Regions from separate parts of the Zea mays genome. Here region 1 is linked to region 2. Evidence: chromatin contacts called from public Hi-C data. All regions are on one chromosome and are shown on one strand. Each heading gives the region's core, a stretch centred on a gene start, on an enhancer-like site or on the middle of the called end of the contact. The rest is flanking DNA. Distances are from core to core; before and after follow the strand shown.

Region 1 (4,393 bases), core at 1,764-4,263, 100 kb after region 2:
CGTGGAGGTGTGCAGACCTGCATATGATGCTTCAGCTTTACTGCCAGTTCAGACCGGACCTCCCAGTTCAGAAGAGAAGCAAAGAGGAAACCTGAAAAAGGAATAAAATACAACAGGCAGCAACGTTACTTACCGGCTAATTTAATCCCTTTTCTTCAACATAAATGCAGAAAAAAAAGCAGGATATACCATTACATTGCACGGCACTTCAGATAGAAAGGTAGCCCTCCCTCCCTAGCAACTCATACTTCAAACAACAACACAGGAGATCACATGCTATAGACCCTTATTCATGCTTTGGCATCATATGTCGCAGCTTGGCAACTCTTTCGGCTCACGAGACCGAGACACAACACAACACAGACTAAATTATTTGGCCAAGTGGCCGGTGGCTACAAACCGCCAGCCGTTGGTTTACATCCATCAAGCGGACAATACATTGTGCTCTTGACTTGGCATAAACCATACTTGATCTCTCCCACCCACGGTATCTCTGCGACAACACAGTCTTGTGACAAACAATAGGGCAATCATCATAAGTCGCACACCAGAATGGAATTTAGCTCAGCATCAGCCGCTCCACTGATCGTGATGCCTTGGTGTCTAACGCTCATCAAGTAGGACAGTGAATCATGGGTTACTACCTCGCCTGGAATCAGAACTGGGATACCAGGTGGATACGGGCATATTAGCTCACCACAGATTTCACCAAGGCTGTCCTCGATTTTCACTCTCCTCTTCTCTGTAAAGAAGGCCTCTCTTGGACTCAGATGCACAGAGATATTCTCTAATGGGCCATGCACACGATTCTCCTTCACGGGTTTCAGGCTATTTGCAAAGAAATGTTTTTCTGATAGATGCTTTGCAGACTGCACAAGCTTCTCAGCGTCCTGCACTCTGGTTCCTAAGTTGACTGCAAATGTCACGGCCCTTGTGCCAACAAGCTCAGATACGATTTGATGGCCTTCATATAAAATGTCATCGGCTTCGTATCCCGATAATTGCAGATCTGAGGCACTGAGTGTGATGCGCAACGGATCAATGGCAGGGAAATCAGAAGCAAAGCATGGTAAGTCTAGAACAGATATCCCAGGGATTCTCGCCAGCAGGTCTTTTGTTTCCGATGCTATAGCTAATGGCTCATCAAATATATTTGTGTTCTGGCTCAGCTGATCTCTCGCGGCATCTAAAGATGACAGTAGAAGGTAACTCGGGCTCGAGCTCTGGAGGAGCTGAAGGCACTGGCTTACTTTATCTACATCGACAAGATCTCCAGACATGTGAAGCATTGAAGACTGTGTAAGGGAGCACAGGACCTTGTGTGTGGATTGCACAGCTAGGTCAGCACCTTGCTCAATTGCAGTGCTTGGCAAACTGTCATGGAACCTGAAATGTGCACCATGCGCTTCATCAACTATAACCGGAATGCCTCGTGGATGACAAACACTGACAATACCTTGCACATTGCTGCATACACCATGGTAGGTGGGTGAAGTAACAAGAACAGCGCCTACCCTCTTCCCATCCTCCTCCAGCTCTTTTACTGCTTCATCCAGCTGCAGCGGGGTGATACCACCAGCAATGTCCCACCCAGAATTATATTCTGGTATTATGTATTTAGGCACCACACCAGACAAGACCAGCGCAGAGATCACTGAAAGGTGGCAGTTCCGTGGCACAATGAGGTAGTCGCCAGGAGAACAGGTAGCCATCACTGAGGCCTGGATTCCACAGGTCGTTCCGTTGACAAGGAACCAAGTTTTAGATGACCCAAACAGTTGAGCTGCTCGCCTCTGGGCATCTAGAATCACACCTTTTGGGGAGAAGAGATCATCGAGCTCGGGTAGCTCGGGCAAGTCATGCAGAAATGCCCCTGAGCCAATGAGTTTCGACAAGGAAGATGGAGCAGCTTTTCCTCTGTTGTGTCCTGGGAAGTGAAAGCAGGAAACATCTTGTCTGGCAGTTAATTGCAGTGCACAGACCAGAGGGGCAGTACAATCTTGAACAAGCCCCGAGGATCCAGATGATGAAGGTCCAGTTCCAGATATTGCTGGTGTGCTCGATGCAGTGCCACACTGAACAACAGCACTTCGTCTGGAAGACTCCTAGGAGGCAGGAAATTTTATAGTCACATAGAACACAATAAATAGTTCAAATGAACATAAAAATAAGTTTATGTTCATTTTCCAGAGTTAATGATACTAAGAAGATATTCATATTCTAGTCATGGGATATTCTTGCAGAGAAACTTTTTTTAAAACGCGAATGGCAGGAGCTCTGCTTATATTTACAAGTGAACGAGACGTAATCATTCTTGCAGACAAACTAAAGAGCATATGTTAAATAAAATTTGTGTTCAAAGGGGGAATAAGATACTAATGAAATAAATCTACTGTAAAGTGTCACCATTCACGCACTAAAACTGAACACAGACACAGCATACACTCAATGAGATTGGAACGGCAGTCATAGCTTCAGGAGAGAATGTGAAGGTACCCGTATAGTTTGGGGCCACACTTAAAAGTTAAATGGCCAAATTCGTTATTAGCTCTCCGATTGACACAATCAAAAATCCATAATAGGAACAGTAAACCCACGAACTCGAGGTGCTTTGGTGGTTCACAATCTAAGGACAGCTTCAGAGCAATTCCACAAACAAGTTGTGGGAGTTCCGTCGGCAATCCTTCAACTTCAAGGACGCTCCCCGAAACCACCGATTCTAGAGTTGGACACGCGGAACGGAAACACCACCGCGCATCACCACGAAACCCCACTGAAAATCTAGAGTACTGGGAACGAACAAGAACTGGCGGGTTCCAGAATAAACTACTAAAATCATTCATGAGGACGAAGGCAATGGCAGCCAGGTGCAGAGCCGGTTCTGAGCAGGAGGACATTTACCCAGTCCGGCGGGGGCAACACGCGAAGGTGACGGGAGGGCAGCTGCCGGCAACGCAGCGAGCCATGACTGGTCACTGGTGACTGCTGCGCCCTGCTTCCCTCAGACGGCGAGCTGGACGGAGGGGAAGGGGACCCGATTGTGGTGCTGGGCAGCTGGGGATAACGTTCCCTGATCGATGCAAACTTGGCCCGGCCCAACTTTATGGAATTCTAGAGCCCATGTTTCCGTTGGAAGTGGAGAATTCAGTGAACGGAACGGCCGTTTGGATTCTTTTATTTTAAATGAATTAGAATATATATGTATGATGGATTAAGCTATTTGGTTTAAAAATCAATATTTTATATTTTTAAACAAAATAAATATAATTTGTCTTAAATTAATAGAAACTGAAAAATAAAAAATAATTCTATAGATCCTCATATTATATGTTTAATCTATAATCTACAGCACGTTTTTAGCTCAGTTCCGTACATTAACTCCATGGATTAGTTGCTACTACACGTTGTCTGACGGTCTTTGTTATTTCATCTCGACTAGTTTGCCAAGAACAGATTACTGGCTGGCAGCTTAATTTGGTATGTTTAGCCTCATTGATACTGCTCTGACTCATTTAAAAATGGCTTTAGTTCTGACTCCTCTATAGGAGCAGCTTCTCCACAAGAGTCACTGTTTTTTTGTTTGCAAATCGTTTGGCAATGCGGTTCCTCTATTTTTTTATTTGGCGTATGACTCAAATGCGTGCACTAACCTTGTTCAAACAATTGCACAAACCATCCTTGTAAAGAGGATGGGTATGTCCTACTTAATGATGATCATTGGTACATTGTGTTAGGATTTATGAGCTAGACCCAATTGAGAAATTCAAATAAATCTCAGGAAAATCTCAAAAGCCCATTTAAGTGTATGGCTAGGGAATGGTGGAACCAATAGCACCATATTGCTAGCTCTAGTGGAGTAGAGCTAGTTTAAATATGGAAGCCACACTCACTCACCAAGTCATGGATGAGAGGAGAGAGTGTGGAGAGCTACACGCGCGTGCTCGCCTAGGCGGGGCGAAGGGCGCGGGCGCACGACATGCGCGTGAATGGTTTGCCAAAATCCGGCCCCTCGCTTTGTGGGGGCGCGACCTCCTTTTGCCGTTTGAATTTTTGGTTGCTTGGCTGTTAAGTTTAGAATCCTAACTGAACGCGAGATTTTCGCGGGCGGATAAGATTGAAGAGAGCTATCTGGTCGCGGACTCGGCCCTATAAAAGGCGCCTGGCAGCCAGCATCCAATTCATCCCAGTTTTCGCTTTCGCCTCTCTTCACAGCTGAGCCGCCTTCCAGTTCTCTTCATCCCGACCGCAGACGTGCATCTGCGATCAGGAGAGTAGGTCTCCAGAACCCTTTGTCTTCTAGATCCTGCACTGGGAGAGGGCGAATAAGGTTTTTGGGAAGCGTCCCCACGCGACTGCTTGACCCTGCTGATTCCGGCCCACGCCATCAACCAGT
Region 2 (3,953 bases), core at 174-2,673:
TGCAATACTTCAGTTTTAAAAACAAAGATTTTAGAGCAGCTCCAAAAGAGCACAAAATTTGTTCCTAAAATCTTTATCAGCATAGTTGGAAAATAAAATCCATTTAGAGCTAGTTTGACAACCCTATTTTTCTAAAAGTTTTTTATTTTCTCATATAAAATTATTTCATTTTCTTTTGAGAAAATGATAATTATTTACAAAAATAGAGTTGCTAAACTAATCCTAAAAATATGTTATCTCACAGCAGACTAAAAACTTGTCCCTAGAAAGATTTAAAAGGGACATGGGCCAATAGATGTTGTACTGGGCCAGTACGTACGCACTGCTGTTCTTGGTTTTGTGCAAACGCCTTCATCCAGTGTCCAGCAACAAACAAGAAAAAAGCGCGTCAGGGGAGAATGGCGTCGTGAGATGAGTTTTCGCCCTTAAAATACCTTTGGGATTAGTTTTGGTCATTTGTTCAAGTTGCTCTTAGCTAGCTTATCAAATACCATTTTGTATATAATACTATAGTATTCAAAAATACTACAATATTTTTTAAAACTGTAAACAAAACTTCACTACTAAACACTCCCTTAAATTTTGTAATGTAAGTAGTGCGACGTCTTAGAGACTAGTCAACCCCTTTGAGAGTTAGTAAAAGGGCGCGTACCGCCTAGCACTAATAGTAGCACGAGAAATCAATCCTACATAGGCCCTGTTTGGTTTGAGGTGACTAAAATTTAGTCACTATTAGTCCCTAAACAATTAAACATGGTGACTAAAGTGGAGTGACTAAATTTTAGTTCTTTAGTCACCAAGGGGTAATTAAAAGTGGCTAAAGTAGTATTTTTACCTTATTTGTCCTCTCTACTTTCTTCTTATAGCAAACATTCATTAATTAATAGGGGTAAAACAGTCATTATTCATAGCAATTAATGTTCTTTAGTCCGGTTTAGTCATTGAAACCAAACAGGGTACTTTAGGGACTAAACTTTAGTCATTAAAATTTAGTCTAATGACTAAAAAAACCAAACAGGGCCATAGTACATATGACGTCGTTGATTTTTTTTTTGAAAATTTTGACCACTTATCTTGTTCAACAAAAAATCTAGAATATTATTTATTCCGAATTCTCTCTACTCCGCATTTAGAAAAGCTCACTTTGCGCATTTAGAAATCAAACCCCTTTGACAAAAAATTATCTATTTAGTCAGATTCTCTTTATATTCGGATTCTTAGAAAAGCTCATTAGAAAAAAAAAACTGAATAAATAGGCCTATAGTGCAACAGCATGCAAAAAAAAATTGCATTTGCATTTTGCGCGACGACGTGGATGCTGTCGGCTCGGTCACGTATTTTTTTGCGCGTTCTCTCTACTCCGCGGGAGCCGGGAGATGATCCGTATGCGCATCCGCGAGCTGCTATACGCGTTCACTTTTTTCATTGTGCAAACAAACGTCGTGGCACGTGCGATGCACATGCAGATCCGCGAACCGCTGGACACAAGTATAGATGTATACAAAAGTCCATCCTGAAGCATGTTTTTTAGCCTCATACGTAGGTACGGCCCGTTTTTATAGGGGACTAGGCTGGACCGACACGAATAAGCAGACTGGATTTAAATAGAAACTAAGTACGGTAGGCTAGCCTGACACGATCCGTTTACCTCTAAACCTATTAAATCTGATTTTTGAACTAAACTGTACTTACCGGACCGTTTAGCCTATTATGGCCCGGTTTTTTCGTGCTTAACAGGCTGGCCCGGCCCGTTTAGACCCGCAATCGGCTGGACTTGGACAGGGAAACGAGCCCACGAGCTTAGACGGTCCGGCCTAATTTCCTAACCGTGTCTAGCGGGCCAGGCCCTAAACGGGCCAGGGTTCACTGGGCCGGACTGAGCAGCCCGTTTGATCATCTCTAGACACAAGGGTGTTTGTTTTAGCTTAAAATCATGTTTTGATCGTTGGACTCTCGATTCTGTCAGTCAAACATTCCGCTTCTCGGTTTATTAAACACAACAAATCAATGTAAATGTAGAATCTATCGAGTCGTCGTGATGAGAGGAATTCATCACTTCCTAAATCCTAAACCCTATAGACTCCTTTATCTGTCCCGCCTGTAAATTTCAAGATATTTAGATTTTTCATGACAGCTAGACTATCTATGAATCGAGATTCTCAGAAAAGTTTTAGAAAATGTACTCGTAGCCTAAGGGATGTTTGGTTTTTAGAGACTAATCTAAGTTCATTCATTTTATTATATTTTAATATCTAAATTGTAAAATACAGAAACTAACATATTTAGCAATTTAGATACTAAAATAAAATAAAATATATGGATTAAACATTAGCCACGGCGAACCAAACACCAGAGGATGTCGCAGTAGCACGAGCTCGCTGACTGCTAGGTCCATCACGCTCAATAAACATGCCTGTGCGGCGGCGGCGGCCCCCATTCCTCTATGTGCGGAGGCCGACGGGCACGCAACCGTCGTTGGTGTGGTGTGGTGTGGTCTGGTCTGTCTCCGTTGCACTGTTGAGCTTGCTCGGCGGGCCGGTTTCCAGAGCCAAGAGGCTCCGAGCAAGAGCAAGAACGATCGGAGAAGGCGAGGACAGCCTCGCTCGCTGGCTGGCACTTGGGTGGCACAGCTAGGCGAAGATGCTACTGAGTACCGTCGGCGTTGTCATCACAGCTTTCTAAATCTATGACCCGAACTCTACGGTCAGTAGCAGCGGCGCAAGAAAGATAATTCCTCTATCCTAATTTATAATTTATTTGACTTTTTAAATCTTAACTTTAACAGTTTGTCTTATTCAAAAATTTATGAAATAACAAAAAATCTATTTTGCATTTATTATCAAATATACTTTACATATAACTTAACTTTTTTTCATTTTATATTTTTTAATAAGATGAGTGATCAAATTTAAGGTTGAAAATGTCAAATGGGTTATAATTTGAAACAGAAGGATTTTAAAATACCTATTGTTGAGACTTGTTCTCAATGCTATGGGTTAAGAACAAGACAACACAAATGTTAATAGTTAAAAACCTTCGTTCTTCGAAGCATTATCTCCCTCGGGATATAATAATCTTCAGACGAAGGTTATGAAGGACATATTTTCATCATCTCAATAGGTAATAATGAAAGTAGAAACATATGAAACATGAAAAGAACATGGAATAATCACATTAAATCATCATATTATTATTTATGTTCTTATTATTTAATCATGAACAAACATTAATGATATTGATTACATTTGTACCTTCGGCTTGATAGAAGGTAAAAATCCAAGAGCGATGTGCAGATGATTACCAATCAGCGTAAACATGACACAAATTATCATGAACTGAACAAACTTTTCCTCTTTAAGTCGGTGTCGCCCTTCATCTCAAGGCGTGTCATCATGCCGAAGCTCCCTGGATTGTAGCTTTGGCATATACCTTCGTGTTATGTCTGCTTGCATATCGTCCTGTCGAAGGTGTTTTTGTTTAGAGGAACTTCGACGAAAAAAAGACCCCAACACCTATTTATCTGTGTAAATATAGAGATAGAAGATAATAATGACATATCTTTTCTCTTCTCATGGTAGTATTCGTTATAAGGAGGTGCATATTTATTACATATAAACGGATAGATCCCTTCAGGAGTATATTTAATATTAACCCCACATAACGCTTCATAGAGTTTCTTAGCACTCCTTGAATGAATACCACAACTAACTTAGTGGACAACTATAGAAAGGGTGCATAATATCACTCCATGCATTATACTTGTTGTCTTGTTAAAACCCATATATGAGAAACTTTAGAAAAATCAAAAATGGAAAAAAGAGTCCATTGATTATCTTCACGACAATTACAACCTTCAGGATTAAATAGTAAGGATTAACATTTAGGGGGTGTCCTCCTTTTGGGTCATGCATGTCTCTTAAATACCTCATCTACATATCTTAAACACACCTTTG

The links. Hi-C and Micro-C count contacts between places; a contact is called where the count stands out from the background.
Region 1: a contact with region 2 is called in a Hi-C map of leaf, with 7 times the contacts expected there. The contact joins the promoter of LOC100275628 here to the enhancer-like site in region 2. A contact is called at or near these places in 2 of 25 Hi-C or Micro-C datasets (ear and leaf).

Annotation. Positions count from the first base shown.
Region 1 is chr1:304,921,176-304,925,568 of Zm-B73-REFERENCE-NAM-5.0, forward strand. LOC100275628 (Arginine decarboxylase) reads right to left here and starts at 3,014. Exons shown (of 3, transcript NR_158547.1): 1 at 2,902-3,014; 2 at 190-2,094; 3 at 1-91.
Region 2 is chr1:304,817,913-304,821,865 of Zm-B73-REFERENCE-NAM-5.0, forward strand. No RefSeq gene overlaps it. Among protein-coding and RNA genes, the nearest start is that of LOC100272250, 8.1 kb to the left of the region's middle. Within about 2 kb of position 1,424, at least 18 of the 20 cell types and tissues checked have an H3K27ac peak or open chromatin away from gene starts, as enhancers often do. A contact at or near this core is called in ear and leaf, where this site is marked.